3 separate regions of the Mus musculus genome follow, and all the other regions are linked to region 3. Evidence: chromatin contacts called from public ChIA-PET and HiChIP or PLAC-seq data. All regions are on one chromosome and are shown on one strand. The core of a region is the stretch at or near the end of the contact, and the rest is flanking DNA. Distances in the headings are between cores, read along the strand shown. Region 1 overlaps Pcnx (pecanex homolog). Region 2 overlaps Pcnx (pecanex homolog). Region 3 has its middle 14 kb from the start of Pcnx.

Evidence for each region. ChIA-PET counts read pairs in DNA pulled down with a chosen protein or histone mark. HiChIP or PLAC-seq counts read pairs in DNA pulled down with a chosen protein or histone mark.
Region 1: an RNA polymerase II ChIA-PET map of memory CD8 T cells shows a contact between it and region 3, with 6 read pairs. The contact joins two enhancer-like sites. A contact is called at or near these places in 1 of 39 promoter capture datasets (pre-B cells), 1 of 115 datasets of contacts at active chromatin or transcription factors (memory CD8 T cells) and 3 of 9 other capture datasets (adipose tissue, liver and pancreatic islet).
Region 2: a contact with region 3 is called in an H3K4me3 HiChIP or PLAC-seq map of bone marrow-derived macrophages, with 4 times the contacts expected there. The contact joins two enhancer-like sites. A contact is called at or near these places in 1 of 39 promoter capture datasets (liver), 5 of 484 Hi-C or Micro-C datasets (bone marrow, bone marrow-derived macrophages, granulocyte-monocyte progenitors and 2 more) and 4 of 115 datasets of contacts at active chromatin or transcription factors (the 230-238 cell line, bone marrow-derived macrophages, embryonic stem cells and 1 more).

The regions. Positions count from the first base shown.
Region 1 is chr12:81,969,936-81,974,180 of GRCm38.p6, reverse strand. It overlaps Pcnx (pecanex homolog), which reads right to left. Exons shown (of 36, transcript NM_018814.3): 20 at 2,785-2,935; 21 at 826-967. Among named protein-coding and RNA genes, the nearest start is that of Gm30799, 98 kb to the left of the region's middle. Within about 2 kb of position 2,655, at least 182 of the 459 cell types and tissues checked have an H3K27ac peak or open chromatin away from gene starts, as enhancers often do. A contact at or near this core is called in adipose tissue and memory CD8 T cells, where this site is marked.
Region 2 is chr12:81,930,881-81,935,645 of GRCm38.p6, reverse strand. It overlaps Pcnx (pecanex homolog), which reads right to left. Exons shown (of 36, transcript NM_018814.3): 8 at 1,931-2,115. Among named protein-coding and RNA genes, the nearest start is that of Pcnx, 73 kb to the right of the region's middle. Within about 2 kb of position 1,990, at least 59 of the 459 cell types and tissues checked have an H3K27ac peak or open chromatin away from gene starts, as enhancers often do. A contact at or near this core is called in bone marrow-derived macrophages, where this site is marked.
Region 3 is chr12:81,843,826-81,848,548 of GRCm38.p6, reverse strand. No RefSeq gene overlaps it. Among named protein-coding and RNA genes, the nearest start is that of Pcnx, 14 kb to the left of the region's middle. Within about 2 kb of position 3,393, at least 54 of the 459 cell types and tissues checked have an H3K27ac peak or open chromatin away from gene starts, as enhancers often do. A contact at or near this core is called in adipose tissue, bone marrow-derived macrophages and memory CD8 T cells, where this site is marked.

The DNA of each region.
Region 1 (4,245 bases), core at 1,406-3,905, 130 kb before region 3:
AGTGGCAACTCCTTTGTCTCAGGAAATAGATACACAATAACAGTGATCTCTATGATAAGTTTATGAAACCCTGAAAGGCATGAATACAACATTCTTTATTAGTACACACTATGAATTTTATCTTCTACATAAATAAGCATGTTTAAAAAAAAATAAAAGTTATAGTTCTAAAACCTGGTTCTCTAGCTTTTCAATTTAATACTAGCAGCATTTAATACATGAGAAACATGTACCAACACTCCCTAACATGGAACTAAAACTACCGAGTCTGACTGAGGATAACTGTGTAGGCAAATGACCCCCTACATGGTCTGATGTGCACAGTACACAGCAGCCACCTCCCAAACCTGCCATTTAATATTCAAAGCTAACTTTACTTGTAATATTAAAATTATGGTTTCTCATCTATTTTGCATAAATGCATACATATGTGTGTGCACGAGCACACTTGCCATAACGTGTGTGGTGGTCAGAAGACAACTTGCTGGAGTCGGTTCTCTTCTTCCATTCCGTGGGTCCAGGGATTGGGCTCAGGTCATGAGGCTTAGCAGCAGGGACCTTTACCTGCTGAGCTATCTAGCAGGCACCCTCGCATAAAATACTGGTTGGCATTAAAAAGTCAAGAACAATAAAAGTACAGTGATGCCCCCCAAAAAAGGGGAAGACCAAGACATCTTCACCTGAGCGGTCCCTCTTCTGATGCCGTGTGACAGAAACATGTTTAGTGGCATCTGACCAATGATTCAAGATGCTTCACCACGTGTGTAAGGTGTTGTTTATTATTGTTCTAATCTAAGGACATGGATCGGGTGACTATATACTCACTCTGTATCTAGTTTCTTTGGGCTGGCAATTGTCTCTGCACTGCTGCTAAGCTCGTTGAGGACAATCAGTGGATAGATGATATTCTTCTCCACAAAAAGAAGCCACACATGAAGTTTTTCGAACCACATCATAGTGGCTGCATCTGAGAGGCAACAAGTCCAGAGATCACAATGCATACAGTGCTCAAGGCAGTCGGGCATACGGTAAGCAGAAAGGATGGCCTTAGGACTCAAGTTTAGCTCAATGCTATGAGTACAAAACCATACGAAGCCCGTACTTCAATGTCTACTTTTATGTGATCGACCGCATGCATGCAGGCATACACACGTGTACACACACACACACATTCAGGTGCACACACACGCATATGCACACGCATACGCAAATACACAGTTTCTGACCTAGACATAACTCATACTTGGCTAACTTTACTTTTATAAGCTGTTGTGTAAAGCTACGTGTCACCCCGGGGCCTTAGCACATAGGAGCCAACTGTTCACCATGCACCCGCATCTCCAGCATTTCATTTCTTGAGATCTTATTTTTCACTATAATTTTTCTCATTTTCTACATTTGTATATAGGAAAAGTTGCTAAAGGTTCTCGGGCTGTACTCAATCCTAGATAAGTAAGCGCTACTAAAGCACCTGACTTCTCAATAGGAAAGTCTATGCTCTAGATGCACACACTCATAGTTTACAGTCACCCAGCTTATAAGGCGTTTCTTCACTAGTGGCATATGGTGGTTAAGGTGGTAAGCTCTTTGGCTCTCTAAAAGCACTACGCCAGGCTGCTAGGCAGTCTTTACATTTCTAATATCAGTACAAAGAAAAAACCAAAACACCCCCCAAAACAAAACAAAACCAGTTTAGTTCTATAGTTCAGTATTTTCAAGAAGTCAAAAATGTTATGGCAATTCAAAATCTGTAAACATTTTAGACTGATTAAAGCAACCAATAAAACTATTGATTTTAAAAATGAACTATTTGGTATATTTATATATAAAAGTGGGAAATGCTTCATCATAGAAAAGCAAACCAGAGCCTGTCTCTGTGGGCTACGTTTCCGGTGCAGAGGCTGGCAGCACCAGCCTCACAGTCTCCTTTAGTTTCCCTTACTAAAAGGTCTCCAGAGCATCGTCCCACTCTCTGCTCATTAGTATTCGGTGGCCTCTCCAGCGTCCAGGCTGTGGGCAGCACCAGGACCACACGGCTTCAGTCAGGTTCATTAAGAGGCCCATTGTGAGAACAGAAAGTCAACTCTGCTACAGCTTCAAAGGCTTCAATGTTCTTCAAAAATATCAACTCATACTCAAATGACTGGCTGAGTCACCCTCTTCACAGTACTTCACTCAAGTCCAAGGAGGAAAGCTTGCTACATTCAGTCACTTGTGTGTAGCACAGCCCGTCACAGGACCAACGGACAAGGAAGAGTGAGTCAGAGTTTACAGTGGAGGGAGAAGCTGGCTGAATGGACAGGCCTTCCTCTCTTCTCCAGTCACTTCACTGCTTACCCAGATCTGAGCAGAAATTACAGAAAGGACTGTCACTACTGTTCTTAAGTAAGACAGTGTTTCTTGTGGCATAAGGGACAAAGGCCTTCCTTCCTTCCTTATGCTTAAATTAAAACCTTTCAAATGGAGGACTGGATGGGGACTGAGCTGCTTGTATACTGATTAGGGAGAAGATGGATCGGGGACGTTAGAGAAGTCACACGCCAGACACACTAGGGACAGGTGTGAGAGGTAGAGCAGGAAGTGTAGGTCTACTCTCGGAAGACGGCCTGGGAGCACAGCTGCTGCTCTTTTAGCAGAAGACAGTGCCCTGCAGGCGACACTTCACCGGAAGCTTCAAACCCACTGCAAGAAGCCAGAGCTAAAGCGTGACTCAATGCTGTCTGCTTAACTCACCACGGGCATACCAGAGTGGGCAGAGCCCGAGGGCGGCAGAGACATACTCACTTCGGACTTCATACTGACTGTGCTCGGCTGTCCTCAGCAGAGGCCGGGAGAAGCAGTGCCAGGGGAGCTGCTTCCTCACCTGAGGCAGCACATAATGGGTTACAAGCCCCACAACACCAACCAGCGCGTACAGCACGTACTTGAGAGCAGGCTGAAAGACAGACAGAGTTCAGGGCGAGAGGAGGTGAGGAGCCCTCGCTGGCTTCATGACCAGCTTCCACTTTTTTTGGTTTCAGTTTTCATCCAATAATGAGGAACAGTAAAGTTAATCTTAGAATCAAACAAAACAAAATTTGTTTCTGTATTTGTAGGGTTTTGTTTTTGTTTTTTTTTCCTGCCTAAATAAGCCACCACTGTTAACTGACTGCCCTTACACATATCTGAAGCATGGTAACTACTTTGGTGTCTGACACTACATTCAATGAAAGTAGCTAGAATTGTTGCTTCCTGCTCCAAGAATGTTCTCCATCACTGTCTGAGCTAGTGAAGGTAAAGGCCATGAGCTAGGTCCTGGAGGAAGAGCAGGATGAGGAGCACGTCTTTGTACGCTGTGCTGTGAGAGGCAGGTCCCTGCACGATCAGATTCACAGCAGGAGGAATCAACACCATTTCTTCTGATATTAACACCAAGAGCCATATACATCTAAAACTCTAGGCCCACTGAGACATGAACGAGTGTCCAGCTGTACCCTGAGGAACACTGGCCCTTATCTCACTTTAAGTGTTCAGGAATGCAAGTTGAAATTGGAAAGAAGAAAAACAAGCAAACATGCTTAACAATATTAAATAATCGAGTGAGCCTTTGCTTCTGGCTCAGTGGAGTAACAGAGACTTACCCTCCCGTAGGAAAGAACCAAAATCAAATACAACCCGCGACCCAGTGGTTTGTATTAGGCAAGATTTACAGAAATAAGCCTATGCCCAGAAGTAAGGAACCAAGGAGGGGATTGTGCTGGCCCTGCTCACAGCTCCAAGAGAGGGCTAGGAACTGGGAGGACAGGGAAACCACAGGGGAGACCCTTGAGATCTGTAGGCGGTCTGAGGAGCAAAGAACCACAGGAGGACAACAAAGCACACAACACAAGGCCTCACAGGGCCGGGAGAGCGCCTTCCCCACAAGCTAGCCTGGGGAAGCTCAAGGTCACATACACCAAGCAGAGGCCTAAGGGTGCCCATCCCTACTTATTTACAAGGAGATCCAAATGTGGTCTAGCTAAACTTGGCCCCGTTCCACCTCATAAACTGCTTTAACCAAAACCAAGACCTGAGGGGATCAAGATATTAAGAGATTAAGACTATCTAGGGACCATGTTCAAGTACTTCTGGAAATACAGAACTTAATACCTAAAAGGGCAAATTTCCACTGTTGGCATCCACTTAAAAATTTTCCATAGGGTTCTCTGAATGCATTCAAGACCATAGCGGGATGTGCTGAACTGATGTCCAGTACTGTTAGCCTGG
Region 2 (4,765 bases), core at 741-3,240, 88 kb before region 3:
CAAACCCTTTGTTACCAGGAATCTTAGGGTTATATGGTGATTGGAATCATACTATAACATAATGGATCTGCATCTAAAACCTGCCAACTGAAAGCAATAAGGAAGGAAGGATATATGTGGAGCTCTGAGGTTGTCTGTGCAAACCTTGGCTGGCTTTTTTCTTGGTCACTGAGGATCCAAAGCCAAGTCCCCAGCTTGACTGTGCACCGCACTGCACCGCACTGCACCGCACTGCACCGCACTGCACCGACTGAATCAATGGTTCCAGCCATTGATTCCCTTGGATTCCTACTTCTCCATATGACCCAGGTTGCCTGGGCTCACATTCACAGTGGTTTAAATCAATCTAATAAAAGAAAATTTCGCTGTTAACTAAGAGTCACTTGAGAGCATTTACTCTCAGTAGAATTGAATTCTACTTTATTTTTACTCAAATATCTTCCTTAGGAGACTTCCTACCTCTCAGATTACAAACTCAGAAGGAAAAACTTCTGCACTTACAGTGTTGTACTGTCTTCTCATTGCAGTTAGGAACTGCCTGCTACACATGGCAATGCCCTAACTCTCTCACATGGTCATTCTGCAGTTTCTGAAGTTCTGCAGTTCACGCTTACCTATCTGTTAACACCACTCCATGGTCCCAAGTTTTGCAAAATGGAAAGGAAGTCAATGAGTAAATAGCATATCAAGTTTTAGTAAACCTAATTTTGACTCCTTATTGCCATATAGTCCTCCAACTGACACATGAACTGGATAGTCACCTTTATAAAGAAAATCCCATGTAATAGGGCTCGATAAGATCAGAATGAATAAAGGCTTTCAAGTGAGTCTTACTTAAGAACAAGACTTTCTTTATTAACTTAAACCACTGTGAATGTGAGCACCGGAAACTTGGGTCACACAGAGAAACAGGAACCTGAGCGCATGGGCTGGGAGCCTGGCTTCAGTCAGAGCTTCACTGACCAGGCTGAGGACTGGGCTCTGGATCCTCAGTGCCCAAGAGAAAAGCCAGGTTGGGTCCACACAGACAACACCGAGCTGAGGAGGGAACCTGGGTCCCTGGAATTCCCTGGCCGTCCATTATGGCACATCAGCAGCAGTTCAGTGGGAGACTCTGCCTTGAAAAGTAAGCCACCTAGTATCTTCCTCTGGCTTCTACAGATATGTACATATGCACATGGTGGGTGAGTACACTAGCGCACATGCATGTACACACACACACACACACACACACACACCTCTGCATAAAGAAATAGGTTCTGAAGTAGCATAATATGCTAATGCACAAAGTATGTCTTAGGGTAAATTTGCTACAACTGAGAATTTAAAATATGCTGCATTTCCAAAAATTAACTTACATAATTTATGAGTATATTTACAGATATCTTAATAGATAATGAAATATTTTATAGTTATCAGTCACAAGAAGAGCCATGCTGTCCTGAGGACATTACACTTAGGATTATAATAAATCCTATGACAAGAGATGGACATACTGCAAAATGCAGGATACTTCAGAGCAATAAACGTATTAGAGAGCTTTCCTGTGTATCACATATTCAAATAATTTTTAAAAATTAAGGTTGTCTCAAAAACCACCTAAAATTCGTATTTTTCCACATGGTATTTCTGGGAATAATAGAAACATCCAAATTATTATAAGAGAATATTAGTTATAAGGAACAGTTATTAGCACATTAGCTGCCTATTAGTAGTAGATATGCTCAAAATAAAAAGTACAATGAAAAGAAAGAGAAATACAGAAAGAAAAAGTAAGTCATTCTCTTAAACTCGGCAAACAAACCCAATAAACAGTGCCTGATGCATAGCTCCAATAGAAAGCCATCTCAGGAAAGGACCGCAATCACTCTTACCCACTGACTGTCAATTACAAGTTTCCAACCACAGAGATTACATCAGGCCTGCATACCAAGTTCATCGTGCAAACTGCTACCGCCTACGGCAGATGCATGGTCATGTGAGGCTTCTAAGTGGACACTCCCTTTTCTCACCAGCAAGGAGGCACTAGCACTGAGCACTGCAGCCTGGGATGGGGGGCGGGACTGGACCTTGACCTGGGCTGTGGACTGCTGGCCTTGCTGACCATCTTGAAGGCTAGGAGAGAACATGGAGTGGGGAGACATTACAGGGAAGAAAAGAGAAAACAACAGCTAGAGTGAAAGCAATACAGATCACAGATTTCAAAATGACACTTTCAAATCGCCCAGGAGCCGCCATGGAGCTTCGTACAGTCACAGTTTACACTTGCTCTCGTCCTTACCCATCCGACTCATAGAGGAAAGCAGTGTGTACTCAATAGGGAGGTTAACTGCCAATCTGCAACTTTCTTCCAGCTCAACCCGACTAGATTCTAGAGTGAAGAAGAGAGCAAGGAGTCCGGAGTGTGCTCAAGTGAGGTGGCTCGGTGCTGGGCTCCGACAGGTAAATTTTACCTTGTAATAATTTGCTGCTTTCCCTCTAATGTTCTAAGATCTCAGATTCAGATACACAATAAAACAGTTCCTACACACGCGAAAAACAAAGAATCTCTATCAAATGCAACCAAAATACAAAAAAAAAAATAACACAATCTACTGCAAAAGAACCAAAAAACATGACTCAACTGAGTGAAACACGACTTTATAAAGTACTATTTATAATAGTTTCTATATTCTGAAATAAGGCTACATGTGTTACATACAAAACATACATAAAAAACATGTTCTCATCACTGTTACATTCTTTTCCAGCCCATATTGTAATCTCATTAAAAGCAATCCATTATTTTAGAAAATCTTAACAACTGGGAAACCTTAATTTCCCAAAGATATTCTAATAGTTTTATAAAGTTTAAAAATTAGTATTTGTTAATATAAATTTCTTTTTATCATTTATAAAACTAATTTTCCTATATTATTTACTCATTTTCTTTTATACTTAAGATACTATAAATTTCATTAACATTATTTATATAAGCTTTACCCTAATTTAAGCTGATGTAATTCCTGAAATGTTTTAACTGTCATACAGCATTGTACACACGATGCCCCAGCGATGTTTCACTCTGTGAATGTGACTGTACTCCGAGCAGTTCCAGACACTGTCACTAACATAACCAGGCACTAGAAAAAGAAGAACGCTGCCCAGGGTGGCCTTGCTTAGCTTACCATTTCTATGATATTATTTTCTACTAAGACTCTGACCCTTGAATCCACTGCAATCAAAGCCTAGACACTGCTGACTGACAGTGATGTGCAGGCTAAGCTGTGGCTGCAGCAACTACTCTGATATCACTCGTGCCAACTGTATTTCAATTACAGGTAGGAGCCACCAAAGTGGTCAGTTGCTAATACTGGCTGCTTGCCATACAGGAGGACAGCATGCGTTACAGAACATTAATCCTGCCACGACAGGCAGACATTAGCATGTACTCTGAAGGTCTGACTCAGCCACTGTCAAGCGCACGTTCTAAGAAGCGAGCCTGCGCGTTCTGGTTCTTGTTCACACTGGCATTAGCCACTTAGCAGTTTCCTTCGAGTATTTTCCCAGCAGCTACTAGTCAAGGGAGGGTCACAAGAGCCTGGTAACGCAGCTCAGTGGCAGAGCCTTTGCCGACGTGTTAAGCCACGGGGGCACCTCCAGCACTACAAATTTAAAGAAGAAAAAAAGACGATCTTGTTAATTAAATAGCTTTTATTTTCCATATATGACTGATGTGTCCCTCTTCATCAGAAGCAATCTAAACTTATCCATGAGCCTCATCAAAATGAACTCAACCAGAAAATTTGTACTCAAAAATTTTCTATCAGTTTTTTTTCACTTAAAGTCATAAGAAAGATCATATTTTAATGTGAACAGATCTGAGAGAGAATATCCTAGTCATCAAACTACCAATGCACAATGTCTATCCAAATATACTCAATGTTTTCAAAATATTAAGCAGTGCATGGAAGTCAACTCCCAAATAAATGAAGGAAATTAGTCAAAATCTATTACTCTAGCTATGGAGTCTTAAAGACCTAAAGACAGTAATAAACATTATACTCCTTACTTCCTGCTTTCAAAACCTTCATCAGCAACAGGAAAAGCTGGCTTTTTAGCACAAATGGCCAATAATCACATCCCCAAAGGGGATACTAACTAGTTTAACAGGCATGAGTATGGTGTGAATATAATTTTTCTTTCTTCTTTCCTTTTTCCTTTCCTTTCTTTCTTTCCTTTCTCTCTTTCTTTCTTCCTTCCTTCCTTCCTTCCTTTCTTTCTTTCTTTCTTTTCAGAGTAGTAAATATTTTATCACACAGTAAAAGGAAATCTAAGTCTGTCATTATGGGCTGGAAAGTAAGCACACTGACAAACATTCCCAATTTAAATGACAGACATACAGCTGGTCTTGGCCATCTCCTCCTCTATACACCAAAATGGTGCCTGGCAATTCTACCTCACATTGTCAGTTACCTTAGTATCTCTCCAACTAAAATGTAAGTCCTAAGAGTATTATTCCAGTATGCCAAAGAATATACAGGTTCCAGAGGAAAAAAATGTCCTGAGTATATATATAAAAAAAATGATGAATTCATCTGAACACAAAATGACCTCATAGATTTCTAACCACATGTTCTCAAAAATGACTGTGACCTCATTTTATTACAGACCTTTTCATCTCATACTTTAAGAAGGTAAAGATACCTAAAATCACTTGCTCTTTACCAAAGTAAGATGATTTCCTTCTATCCCAATCTACCAAGGACTCAAAAACTATGACTTC
Region 3 (4,723 bases), core at 2,144-4,643:
ACACTTTGATGTTCCTATTTGAGTAACTTGGTTCCCATCCTACCAAGAACAAGTAAAGAGAAACAGAAAGATACATTGCTTTGTATAAGGAAGGGACAAGAGGTTGAGCAATGAAGTTTTAGCTGACTGTTCAAAGGGAGAGCATAAGATTCCGACAAGGGGGACCAGGAGAGGGGCTCTGACAAGGGGGACCAGGAGAGGGGTTCTGGTAGCTTGAAGGGATAGCTAAATCCTTCCTGTGGTGAAGAAGACTGAACCGATGGAAAAATAACCCCTGACTATCGATGTAAACTATGCACCTCACAATAAGGCCACCTAGAGAGATGGTTTTCCCAGAGGAGGAAAGAGAACTGGTCCCCAAGTTAGGAACAGAGTGGCCCTGGAAGGCAGGGCAAGTACAGAAGCTGAAAGCAACAGCCAGACAGGAGCAGACAAGAGCAGTGAATACGGCAAACAGAAAATCCAGCCCACATTAAAGCAAGTCTCTGTAAGCCACCTCTATGGACACTGACTGTCTACCCAGTGCTGCGGGCTCCAGAAGAACTGGCTCCTAAAAGCAAAAGGAGGTAGGGCCATCTGTGTTATAATAACAGCCCCTTCTCTTCTATAGAACACCTTCTCAGCTTTGGCTCTAATGTCGTCTGGGGCCAAATGATTCAGTGCTGGGGGAAAGAGACTGCCTTGTGAGTTGCTTAGCAGCACTGCTGGACCCTCCTACAAGATGCCACAAGGATGCTCACAAGATGCTAGGGCACACCGGAACCCCCCCCCCAAAAAACAAATACCTTTTAAAATAAAGATTTGATTATTTTTCAAAAAGAGCTATTTTTATTCATATGCACGTATCTGTGTATGCTGTGTGGGGGATAGTGCCCAAGGAGGCCAGAAGAGGGTGTCAGGTCCCCTGGAGCTAGAGTGATAGATAGCTGTGAGCTCCCCAACAGGTATACACTGAATTCAGGTCCTCTGCAAGAACAGGAAGTGCTCCCAATGGCTGAGCCCACCTCCGTCATCAATTATCTTTCAGAGGACTGAAGAAATGGCCCAGTCATTACGAGCGCTGGTTCCCAGCACCCAAGTCAAGTGACTCAGAATTCCCGGTAACTTTAGCTTTAGGGCTTCTGGCCTCTGAGAGGCCCACAGACATGTGCTGAGTACACAGGCAGACAGACTGACACAGACACACAGAAGACAGACAAACACATGCATACACATGCACAAACATTTTTTTAATGTCTTTTGTCATTTCTGAGCATCGTCACAAGTCAAGGGCAAAAAATACGCTTCCCTTTCCCTCCCCAGACAGAAACCTCTGGTGCAGGTAGAGATCTTTACTCAGTGTGTACTCATCCTGTGCTCTTACATAAAACATGCCCTTTTCCACTCTCTCCCTTAGCTCTGCTGGAGACTTGACTCAAGGCCTTGTGCATGCCAGGCAAGGGCTCTGCCACAGCCATATCTGCAGCCCTTAAAATGCACCCCTTTAAACCTAACGGGAAAGCAACAGTGCTACTTTGAAAAGAGGCCTAGCTGAAGTATTTCCAGGGTTTCTGCCATGAACTTCTGAGACTAGCCAGGAGTTGTTTAGGAATGTTTTTATAGAATTTGTGCAACAACAATATATGTGTGTGTGTGTGTGTGTGTGTATACAGTATATATAACAGTATGTATATAAAACAGTATATATATATGTGTGTGTGTGTATACAGTATATATAACAGTATATATATAAAACAGTGTATATGTGTGTATATGTATATATATGTATATATATATATATATGTAGAGAGAGAGAGAATCATTTTCACAGCATACTGCAATTTTTTTGTTGGTTGGTTGGTTGGTTGGTTGGCTTGGTTTGGTTTGGGCTTTTTGGTTTGGTTTGATTTTGGTTTTTTGAGACAGGGTTTCTCTGTGTAACCCTGACTGTTCTGGAACTCGCTCTGTAGACCAGACTGTCCTCAAATTAAGAGTTCCACTTGCCTTTGCTTCCTGAGTACTGGAATAAAAGACATGTGCCACCATGTCCGACTCATACTGCAGTTTTAACCATATATGCAAAAAGAACTGAGAGCTGGCTGGAGTGGCTAGGGTTAATCTATAGTCTCAGCTGCTTGGATGCTGAAATGAGAGACCCTCAGGAGTCCGTCTGTCATCAGCTTGAACAACAGCAAGAGTTGACCATACATAATGCTTTGCAAGCAAAGGCTCGTTCAGTACTGTGTGTTAAGAATGAATACCCAGCTCTGATACACAGGATCTCAAAGGAACTGAGCTGTGTACTCTCAGAGTCAGATCCATCTGGAAGCCTACATGAGCCACATTCTGCTCCATTTCCTCTTGGAGATATTCAAAATGGATGTCATTCACACACCTACCACGCTCAACCACAAGTCAGACCCAAACTAACTGAGCCTGGTATTTCACAGCAAAGTAAGGGAAGACAGTGACCTGTGATTGTGACAGCCATTGCTGCTGCTGTCATCCATAGCCTTGCAGGGCTGTGGTACAGATGAAATCACTGTATAGATGTAGTTCTCCAGGCGCTTACTGCCATCTAACCCGGTCTCCCTGCTCTAGGAAAGACACACTGCCTGACCCAGCTCATGATTCCAAGGTGTAGCTCCATCAAATCTAAGTTGTTTGTTAGGGATCGCCAATTATAAAACACATCTGCAAATGGGTGGCAAACAATGTAAGAGGATCTAGTTTCTAGGGAAGGGTCAGAGCCTACACACAGACACTGTTCAATTCTTTGACTATTGTTTAAGGAGAGTCATCTATCACCACTGGGACGAATAATAAGGCAACCAACCTCTCATCTCGGGGTTGGGAGCGTGGGGGGATGGGAGCAGGAGTGGAGATTCAAGGCAGTCAGAAGCAATGGACTATACCTTGCCAGACACCTGTCACTCGCTGCCATTACCATTACCTCACACAACTTCCAGGTCTACAGGGACGGTCCAGAGGGTGCCTGGGAGGAAAGGACCTCGGGTGCCAACACATCCACTATTTTTTTTTTAAGGCCAGCTTGTCTTTTGTGGAAACTGAGACGATGTTAGTCTTTTCCAACCCAAATGTCAGATCTACTTAAGCCGCCACCAAAAGAAAGGGCTTAGCCCGGGTCAGGTTTCTCTCAGCTCCTGCCGAATAAAAAAACCACAGCTAAGAGCCAATACTCCGACACTACTTCCTTTCTCAGCATTATAGGCCAGGAGGAGCCTGGGATCTGACTTTAACCATTAGGAGTTCCTTAAAGCAATGGCAGAAGGGAAGAGGCGACTGTCAAGGTTAATGAAGCAAGTTCAAACTCCCCCTCGCCCCACCCCCTTTCCGCAGTCAAAGTCAGGGAGGGAGACAAATATGCTGAGTTGGCTCATCCTCCTCAATAGAGAGTAATCACGGCGACGGTGACACGCACCCTGACTAAGCGAAGCAGATGACTTGTGCTGTCAGCGGTGGGCTCTGGAGCCGCTGGAACAGAATGAGTCCGGTTATGTCACATATGGGGGAGGGGATTGGCTAAGGCTCTGAGGCCCCGAGGGTTTTCATTAATAGGAAAGTTCGATTCAATTCTAGTCACTAAAGAAGTGGGACGAAAAGAAGACGTGGGTGTGCTGAGTGGGAAGAACCAGCAGTGAGCACAGAGAGGAAATGCCCCCAAGAGAGGACTTGAAAACTGTCCTTCTAAATCAAGACCAGATTATCCAGGGACTGAGAACTACTCTTAACCGCAGAGAAAGATGCTGGGAACTTCCTCCCGGCTCGCCCTAACCACCGGGACTCTTATCAAGTCGACCCCATGTCCTCTGCTTTCTAAGGGCTCGCTAGCAACTCCACGCTCAAAGTCCTTAGAGAGGAGACACTCAATCTTGCTTAGATAGCAGAATACGAAAAACTCAGTGCAACTTTACTCTTTCTCCACGAGTATCGCTCGCACATGCTCAGAATATGCTCTTAGCTTAAAGTATCCAAACCATCTTCCTGACCTCCTCTTCCATGAGGCCTTCCTTGATTTTCCTAGCACATGCTTCCTTACCCCAACGCCCGGCCTCTTCAGTGCTAGGAACTGAATTTAAGTCCTTGTACATGTTAATCCGTCGTTCTTCTCTAAGGGCCTTTCTCTCCCGCCCCTTCCTTTGTTTGCTTGTTTATCTGTTTATTTATACCTGCAATTTCTATGTAACACAATGGAGCTATACAGATACGTTCCTCTGTCTCATGTACTCTGATCGTTCCTTCTCAGGTAGATTATAAACGCCTTGAAGACACTCTAAGCTGCTTAGAGTCAGCTGCCTAGTTCTAGAATTTGGTGATTAGTCTTAGTTGGGTGCCTTGTAGCCCCTGAAGTATCTCTATAGCCTGGAGAATTAAAGGATCCTTAATTTATGATAATTAATTAAATTATGTTATTAATAAATCAGTTACTTATTATAACAATATAATTATAAGAATATAAAATAATATTATAATTTGTTAATAAATCATTTAAATGAAACAATAATTAAAATTTGAATTAAAATAAATTAAGGATTCTCAAAGAATAGCCTCAAGTCAGCCTTGCTTGCCATTAAACCTATATAAACCTGTTCTCTGGTTCCCATAGTCATCTCAATGCCTGAAGATCAACTCCCCAACAGCCTGGATGTTAGGTTCTTGTTCCATTTAATCTCCTAACAGCCCCAGTTCTGCCCAGAACCTCCCCCTCCAGGTGAGAAGCTCT